Regions from separate parts of the Gossypium hirsutum genome. Here region 1 is linked to region 2. A link is a contact called in public Hi-C data. All regions are on one chromosome and are shown on one strand. Each heading gives the region's core, a stretch centred on a gene start, on an enhancer-like site or on the middle of the called end of the contact. The rest is flanking DNA. Distances are from core to core; before and after follow the strand shown. Region 1 holds the start of LOC121220119 (rhodanese-like domain-containing protein 14, chloroplastic). Region 2 holds the start of LOC107920342 (molybdate-anion transporter).

Region 1 (4,299 bases), core at 116-2,615, 220 kb before region 2:
ATTTTCCTGTTGTAATGAACCGACTGACCTCTTTAAATTCTGCTTCAGGACGTACATCGAGAATCACAAAGTTATTCTCTTTTTGAAGGCGAAAAGCTTCCTTTGCATCCACACTTCTTACCTGCAAGCAAAGGGTAATCCTGTTGTTATGCTTGCGTTGTCATCCTTACAGACACTCACCTGTGTACAGGAGCTTTATCCCCCCTTAGGGGATTCTTCTTCTCAATTCATGATATTTGATGGTATTTATAAATATTTCTAGCTTTTTACTTCCATCCTCTAAATATAGAATCATTAGGTAGCAACTTATAAGGGGAACGGGTTGTTTGTTGTATCAACCGGTGAGAGTGACGATTTTAAATTTTCCAAGTATGTATGCAGCATCAAAATGTGTACTTAAGCATGAGAGTGGAAGATGGAATACCCTTTTCTCCAAGAGAAGTTCCCTCTTGACCTTCCAATCTTCTTCAGCTAATCCCTCCAAAAGAAGAGAAGAAAATCAAAATCAGGTCAGCCAATTTGTTTTGTTCCTGAGCCTGAGGTTCAATCGACCATTCATCTTATGATTAAATTAAGGTTGGACTACAACAGTAGTGGTACCTGGTGATTTTGCAGGCTTTGTTGCTGCACTTCGGATAATTAGGCACCGCCGATTCCGGGAAGCCAGTCTTTGCCTTGATGCTAGACCTGATCTTACACTCAAAAGGCAAGAACAGTCTGCAATAATCTGGGAAGAGAGAGTCAATGGAGAGGTCCTGAAATTGGAGTATACTGAAGAGGATGAAGCTGGGTTGGGGGTAATTGAAGTGAGTGCAGCCATTTTCTTCTGAATCGCAGAAAAGATCAGTTGCTACTAAAGGAGTTGGGTGATTGAGGGAGTTTTATATGAAATGGGCTTGTGTTTTTGTCATTTTCATGTTGTTTCAAAGAGATTGTTGGATGCTTGCTTTAGAAGTGGGCCATTCATTCTGGATATTTTTTTTGGTTGAAAAATCTGAGTTTGTGGTTCATGTGTTAAGGTGTTTGTCACAGTTGGATTTCTGTCATCCACAGAGAGCCAAGTTGGCTTGGCCTATCTTCAGTTACTGTAGAATATAGATGCTATTACTAATTTTCAGTATTAGGGCCTTAGCTTAGAACCTGCCTACCATCAGCCTCAGGAGCGCCACGAAAGGAGTTGACAGGGTGTCATAAACACAACTTTGTTCACTCGGTTGTAAGTTTGTGAGACATTTGGATGGAGGCTCCCACTCAACTCGGTTAATAATCTCAATAGTCATAACTGGTGGTTCAGCCCAACCGCTATAGACTGTCCATCCTTATAAAATGCTAAAACGTTTTTATAGAAACACTATCAGAAAACGTAAATATGTTTGAAATGAAGAAACTTTCTTAAATACAAAAGATTTACCCTTCCTCAGGTTTCCCTATCCTTTGCCATTGCCCTATATATGAATGGCCCCTTGACATCCTACCCTATCATGACACTACAAGGTAGGGGTGTGCAAAATTCGGGTACAACCGAAAAAATTCGGTTAACCAACCGAATTCGGTTAATCGGTTGGTTAACCAAATTTTTTTGGTCGGGGTCGGTTAATTATTTTTTAATTTTTCGGTTAACGGTTAATTCGGTTCGAAACCAGTCGGTTAACCGAATTTTTTCGGTTTAATCAAAAAAATTAATAAATAAAATTATAATATATAAATAGGCCCACTATTCACCTAAACCCAATCCAAACCCAAGTATTCAACCCAACCCAATTACCCAACCCAATCATAAAAATTACAAATAATTTAATAAATAAAAATAAAATTCTAAAACTAAAACTAAAGTCTAAAAGTCTAAAAATAATTTAATTATGTAGTGATTCAATTCGGTTAATTCGGTTAATTCGGGTAATTCGGTTAATTCGGGTAATTCAGTTAATTTTTAACCAAAAATAAAAAATATATAATTTTCGGTTAATTCGGTTAACCGACCAAATTAACCGAAAAAATTTCGGTTCGGTTAATTTTTTTTGAAAAAATTTTGGTTCGGTTAACGGTTAAAAATTTTGAAAGGTCGGTTAATTTTGTTAATATTATTTCGGGTCGGTTAACCGAATGAACACCCCTACTACAAGGTTGCACTATGACATAGGGGTAGAGGTCCCTAAAATGAAAAATTATTACATTAGTCTTTTATATTTTATAAAATATAAATGAGTAAACCATAAAATTCCATTTTCATGTTGAAGATAATAAAATTTTAATTTAATCTTTTAAACATTTTAAAGATATAAATTAATACAATAATAAAATTACATTTTAACTTTAAAAAAAATATAATTTATTTATGATCCCTAAAAATAGTTTCTAACTTAGTCTTTGTGTCCCATCCAGATATGTATTTTAAAGATTGCAATTTCTCGCAGCAATCAACCCACTTCCCTTTGCCCTTTGCTATCCCTTCCTAGAATTAATAATCAATTAGATCTTGTGGAGCTCAACTCATAGCTTGCTAGAAGAAAAAAAAATGGGTTCACTCATCTCATTTCTTGTCAACTTTGGGTTGATTGATTGTATTACTCCTTGTCTCACCTTCCAATTCTCCATCATTTGCGGTGCCAAAAATTCGGTTGGGACGGTCCAACTCGAATCCGAAACGGCACATTTGTCATTTACGTGACCACACTACAGACCACCATTGGCATCACAACATAATCATGCATAACCAACAAAAAGTAAACAAAGATAAACAAATGAATCCTAATTAACAAAACATTCTCTTTTTTTTATTATATATTTTTAGCTAACAAAACATTCTTTTTTTTTTATATATATTTTTAGCTAACAAAACATTCAAACGACATCCAAGGGTATTTTTTTCTTTTTACATTCAACATAAGATAACACTTATAAAACAACAAATTAGGGGACCTTTTTATTCTAGGGTTTTATTAAATTCATTATTTGAAAGAATAAGTTTATAACGGTTAATATTTTTTTTATCTAATTTTAAAACCTAAGCTTTAGGGACTACATCGTAAAAAAAACAAAATGTACAAAATAACCATATTTCAAAATCATTTTAAGAATTACGCAATTTAACATCTAAATCATTAGTGTGAAAATTTTCAAAGCATTTCATAGTGTTTTTGGACTCCAATTTAATTTAAAATGTGTTGGACTAAATTGCAAAGTTAACAAAACAAGACTTAAACACTCAGTGTGCCAAGTTATGACCACACGACTTACCTCATTGCAACGTGATCTAGGAAGGGCCTCTTGTCACGACGACAAGATTTTGGTCATCCCGACTACTCTTGAACGTCATCATGACATCACTTGTAGATTTTTACAGAAACAACCCAAAACCTACATTTTTCAACTTTGAACACTACCCAGCATACAATTTTGTGCATTTAGGCCTATTTATTAATTATAACAAGTCACGTAACATACATTCATCATCTAAAACATGTTCAAATACCTGATAACATTCAATAGCAAGATTTGACCCCTCAAGTAAATGATCATGCTAGTAGACATGCTTTTTAACAACAATTCAATTGCTCAACACACCATATTTGCATATCATGGTTTTCTCATAATTCTACATGCTTATTTTGACCTATTTGGTCATTTAAAACATACCAAAACTTATTGAATACTGTTCACACGTTTTTATCACTTTTTAAACGAAAATTCATGCAATTCTTTATCATAAAACCTCAACCAACATCATGCACATTCAAAATCATCATTCACAAACATCAAACAAAACACAAGACAAAATTCATAGTCCTTAACAACAGTCCATAATGTCCATTTTTGTAGTACCAAAAAGAAAAGTCTATTCCTACCAAAGTAACCCACATTGCCTTTATTAAGGGAATTCAAATCACAAGCACATACTTAACCGTAATGCCTTGTTTGGATCACTTTGCGTGCCCACTTCCCATTCTTCGGTAAAGCTATATCTCTACAAAATATTTAACACAAGTGTGAGCTTTACGAAGCTCAATGAGTGCCCAAGAATGCTACAAGAAGTCATTGTCAAAGATTAAAAGAAAGTATACTAAAAGCATTCACTCCATGACACATTTAGGCATTATTTACATAATTCAAAATTGATATATTGGCAACTTGTGGTTTATGAATGTTGGATCGTCGGCACCCCTATGGCGCAGCGAAAAATAAAAATTCGGCGATCTTAACTAGGGATCCATGTGTGAGGAACGAATCGGGGTGAAAGAGGTTGCGAAATTACCTAATGTTTATTCAGAGTAGACAGCAACACCTCAACAACGAGTAGTC
Region 2 (3,923 bases), core at 450-2,949:
ATTTAATTATCATTATATGTTAAACTATGACACTACAGACAGTAGTAGTAGTTCTAATAATTCTGATAATTCTATAAACTTAGAAGACATAAATGTTACAAGTTACAAATCTGATGAAGAAAATACTTCAACAGATGAAGAAGAAAATATAGAAATACCAAAACCAATGGATACTGATCAAACAAATTATAATCCTCATGGAAAAAGAAAAATAGAGCCGGATCTTCAAAAAGATGATTATTTAAGATATTTTCATAAAAACTATTTACAAGTTGAAAATACAAGTAGGATTTTTGGTAATCAAACTGAAAATATTGCTACTAATGAAATAAAATTTTAGAATTTAGGAGAATCATCTACTCAACCAGTCCCACATAGAATAGATGATTTAAACAAAAGAAATGTTGCCCAAGGAGGAATATATTTAGATCTAACTAATATTCCTATAGCAAACTATGAAAAAACCATAGATGATTGGGCACAATCTATGACTATAGTTGTTAACAACAACATGTGGTCAAAAGAAAAAATTTTAAACTACTTTGTTGGAACATTTCAAGGAGATGTTTTACAATTCTTAAGAAGATGGGAAGAATCAGAAAAAGGAAGAGAACAGAAAGGGCAGTTAATCAACTAGATTGAAACTCCTAGAAATTTATTAAAAAAGTTAACTTTTATTCTAAAAATAGAATTTTGTGGATATACTGATAAAAAAGATCAAGAAACTACATATCTACTTATTGCATTTAAGAGATTTATCAATACCTAGAGATTGGATAATAGATAGGATAAGTAGTGCAAGTACTTCTAAACCCGTAAGTACAATAGAATATATGTCGTTCGGTGATAAATTATATTTTAAAAATACAGCTATAACAAATACAAATGATAATTTGGTTTTACCCTTAAATACTCAAATAGAGGAAGATGAGGAAAACCCAAGTAGAAGTTTTATATCTTCAACACCGATAAGAATGAAAACAGTTCAATTCCTATTTTTCCCACAGAACCAAGTAGAAACTCTGTATTTTCTAGAAACACTAGAATGAAAGAAATACAAACTTCGATAATAATCCAACAAATGAAACTTGGAATAAGTGATGTAATTATATTTTCAAATTTCCAGTCTAGGAAATATTACACATATATTGAAATTACACTTCAATTTAAAGAATTTAAAATATATTATTTACATGCTTTATTAGATACTAGAGCTACAACTAATAGTTGTAGAAAAAATGTCATTCTTTTAGAAAAATAGGAACCTATGAAACATCCAATAAAAGCTAGTAATGAAACCATAATTCAATATAAAGTTAGAAATGTATCAATCTACATAAATAATGTAAGATTTGTGAAACCTAAAATATTATGTTTTTCAAAAATGCATGGAGATATATTATTAGGTAATAATTTTATATATCAACATTTATTATTTTTTATTAATAAAAATTTAATTATGTTATCTATAAAAAAATACTAAAATAAATATCTTCACCCCACAATGTGATCCAAGGGCCCACAGAAGGGGCCCACTTCATTTGATCCTCGTTGAAGATCCAAGACGCGTTGTCCATAGATCTTAACCCACCGACATGTCCTCCTTGTTACTCTTCATATGAGACAACCCAATCCCGCCACGTGTCGGACCTAAAACCAAAAAGTCCACCTAAAAAGTGACCCAAATGTTAAAAGCTCGTCTTTCGCGGTTTTCATCTAATATTTACTCATCCTCACAAGTTCTCCCACCACGCACTCGTCATTGTACCTCACTCTTTTTAATGATTAAATCAAATGTACAACAACTAAGGACACTCCAAAAAGAAGCCACTGAAGCAGAGGCATGTGCAGGAAATAGAAACCCAATATCCATCATTTTTTCTTGCTGGGTATATCTCATATCTCTCTTAGTAATTTGCGTTGGAGGGCCAGGCAGCAGCAATGGAGCTGTTCTACTTCGTCGTGTTCGGGGCATTGGGAGCGGTGGTGGCCGCATTAGAGCTAAGCAAGACCAGCAAGGACCGAACCAACACGTCCCCTGCTTTCAATTCCTTCAAGAACAATTACCTTCTTGTCTACTCTCTCATGATGGGTAACTAACTACCCTCGTTTCGTTTTACCCAGATCTGATTTCCATTTCTATCTTTGGATCTCACTTTTTTTTTTTGTTTTACATTAACATGGATCTGATCTATTGTTGGACTTTTTTAATGAATTTAGATACCCATTTCCTAGATTTGCTAGTTTTTGTTATTTTTTCCCGTTTTGGTGGATAATGTTCTTGTCATTAATGACTACTTTGAACAATACTGTTTCTATTTGCTTTGGAAATGGAAAACGGGATTCATTCATTTGATTTAGCTTGTAAAAGACAAGGAATTAGTACTTGAAAATGACTTCCTATAAGTTGTATGTCGATTTTTAGTCCGTTTCTGTTTTCTGGTTGAGACGATGGATTTGGTTTTTTTTTCGGTGGGTCTGAGACAGGTCGCTATTGCTTGGGTTCTAGGCCCTCTTATTGATGATGGTCTTGAAAAAAAAATTGAGAATTAAGTCTATTTTCTTGGAGCTTGAGTAAAGTCTACTTCTGCCGAGTTTAGTCTGCCCCATTAAGATTTTTTTCCTTAGATAGTAAAACTAGCTGAAAGCTAAATAAAGTTGCATTAAACCCTTGAATTAGTTTCTTGGTAATAGAAGGAGTGATGGCGCTTTCTAGTTGTCTCCTTGGGATGCAACTGGTCAGTAATTTGACTTATTGTATCAAAATTTGCTGTTAAGCTAGCATTTGAAAATGCCGTGAAAAAAAAAAAAGGTTAGCACTTTAGCAAGTCTTTCTTTGATTAATATGCATAATAAACATGTAGCTTCATTAGTGTAATGCACGACATTTGTTCTGAGGTATGATCGTATCTGTAGTTATTTTTTCTGGTAATTGTGAAAGATTAACATTCTTATATTGTGGTAATTGGGCATATTCTAGCTTGCTGTTCTAATAAATGGTTATGTGTCAATAGCTGGAGACTGGCTTCAGGGTCCATATGTTTACTATCTGTACAGTACATATGGATTTGGAAAAGGGGAGATCGGACAGCTTTTTATTGCTGGTTTTGGCTCTTCCATGTTGTTTGGGACAATTGTTGGATCTCTAGCTGACAAACAGTAAGCTTTTACTTTGGCTTCTGTTGTGATATATTGTGCTTTATGGATGAAGTTTCTTGTCATGATACAAAAATACCTTCATTTTTTCAATTCAGGGGCAGGAGGAGGGCATGCGTTACATACTGCATAACTTACATACTTAGCTGCATCACCAAGCATTCTCCTGAATACAAAGTTTTGATGATAGGTCGTGTTTTGGGAGGTATTGCTACCTCTCTTCTGTTTTCAGCATTTGAGTCATGGCTTGTTGCTGAACATAATAAGGTGAGGCATTTCATCTATCCCCCTTTACTCTTAATGCTTATTAGGTGGACTTATAAACATTATAGATGTATTCTCTTATGACCTTCACCCTTATTTCTAGTATTATAGATGCTGTATGTTGCTCCCTGTCAGGTTGTTTCCCAACAGTGTTGAAATACTTAGTTTACATCTATCATATTGTACATGATACATAGGAATATACTAAACTTCAATTCTTAAATTTTCCATCATCGTTTCCCCAGATGGTAAAGCACGAACCATCTAGTTCTGTTTATCCACATTCGTCTATGAGCCTTTATGCACAATTAATGTCAATAGATCCTTTAAATTTAATTATGTTTTGACAATTCTGTTTGTGCTTCTAATCTTTGCAGAGGGGCTTTGAGCAACAATGGTTGTCATTAACATTTTCGAAGGCAATATTTCTTGGCAATGGTCTTATTGCCATTTTGTCTGGGTTGTTTGGGAACCTACTTGTTGATTCATTGTCCCTTGGACCG

Evidence for each region. Hi-C and Micro-C count contacts between places; a contact is called where the count stands out from the background.
Region 1: a Hi-C map of hypocotyl shows a contact between it and region 2, with 2.9 times the contacts expected there. The contact joins the promoter of LOC121220119 here to the promoter of LOC107920342 in region 2. A contact is called at or near these places in 7 of 34 Hi-C or Micro-C datasets (callus, hypocotyl, leaf and 1 more).

What each region holds. Positions count from the first base shown.
Region 1 is chrD08:34,316,776-34,321,074 of Gossypium_hirsutum_v2.1, reverse strand. It overlaps LOC121220119 (rhodanese-like domain-containing protein 14, chloroplastic), which reads right to left and starts at 1,365. Exons shown (of 6, transcript XM_041099307.1): 1 at 601-1,365; 2 at 425-471; 3 at 29-121. The coding sequence starts at 820. It overlaps LOC121220120 (a long non-coding RNA gene), which reads left to right and starts at 383. Exons shown (of 2, transcript XR_005917301.1): 1 at 383-509; 2 at 616-875.
Region 2 is chrD08:34,098,872-34,102,794 of Gossypium_hirsutum_v2.1, reverse strand. It overlaps LOC107920342 (molybdate-anion transporter), which reads left to right and starts at 1,699. Exons shown (of 8, transcript XM_016850007.2): 1 at 1,699-2,092; 2 at 3,015-3,159; 3 at 3,255-3,423; 4 at 3,798-3,923. The coding sequence starts at 1,942.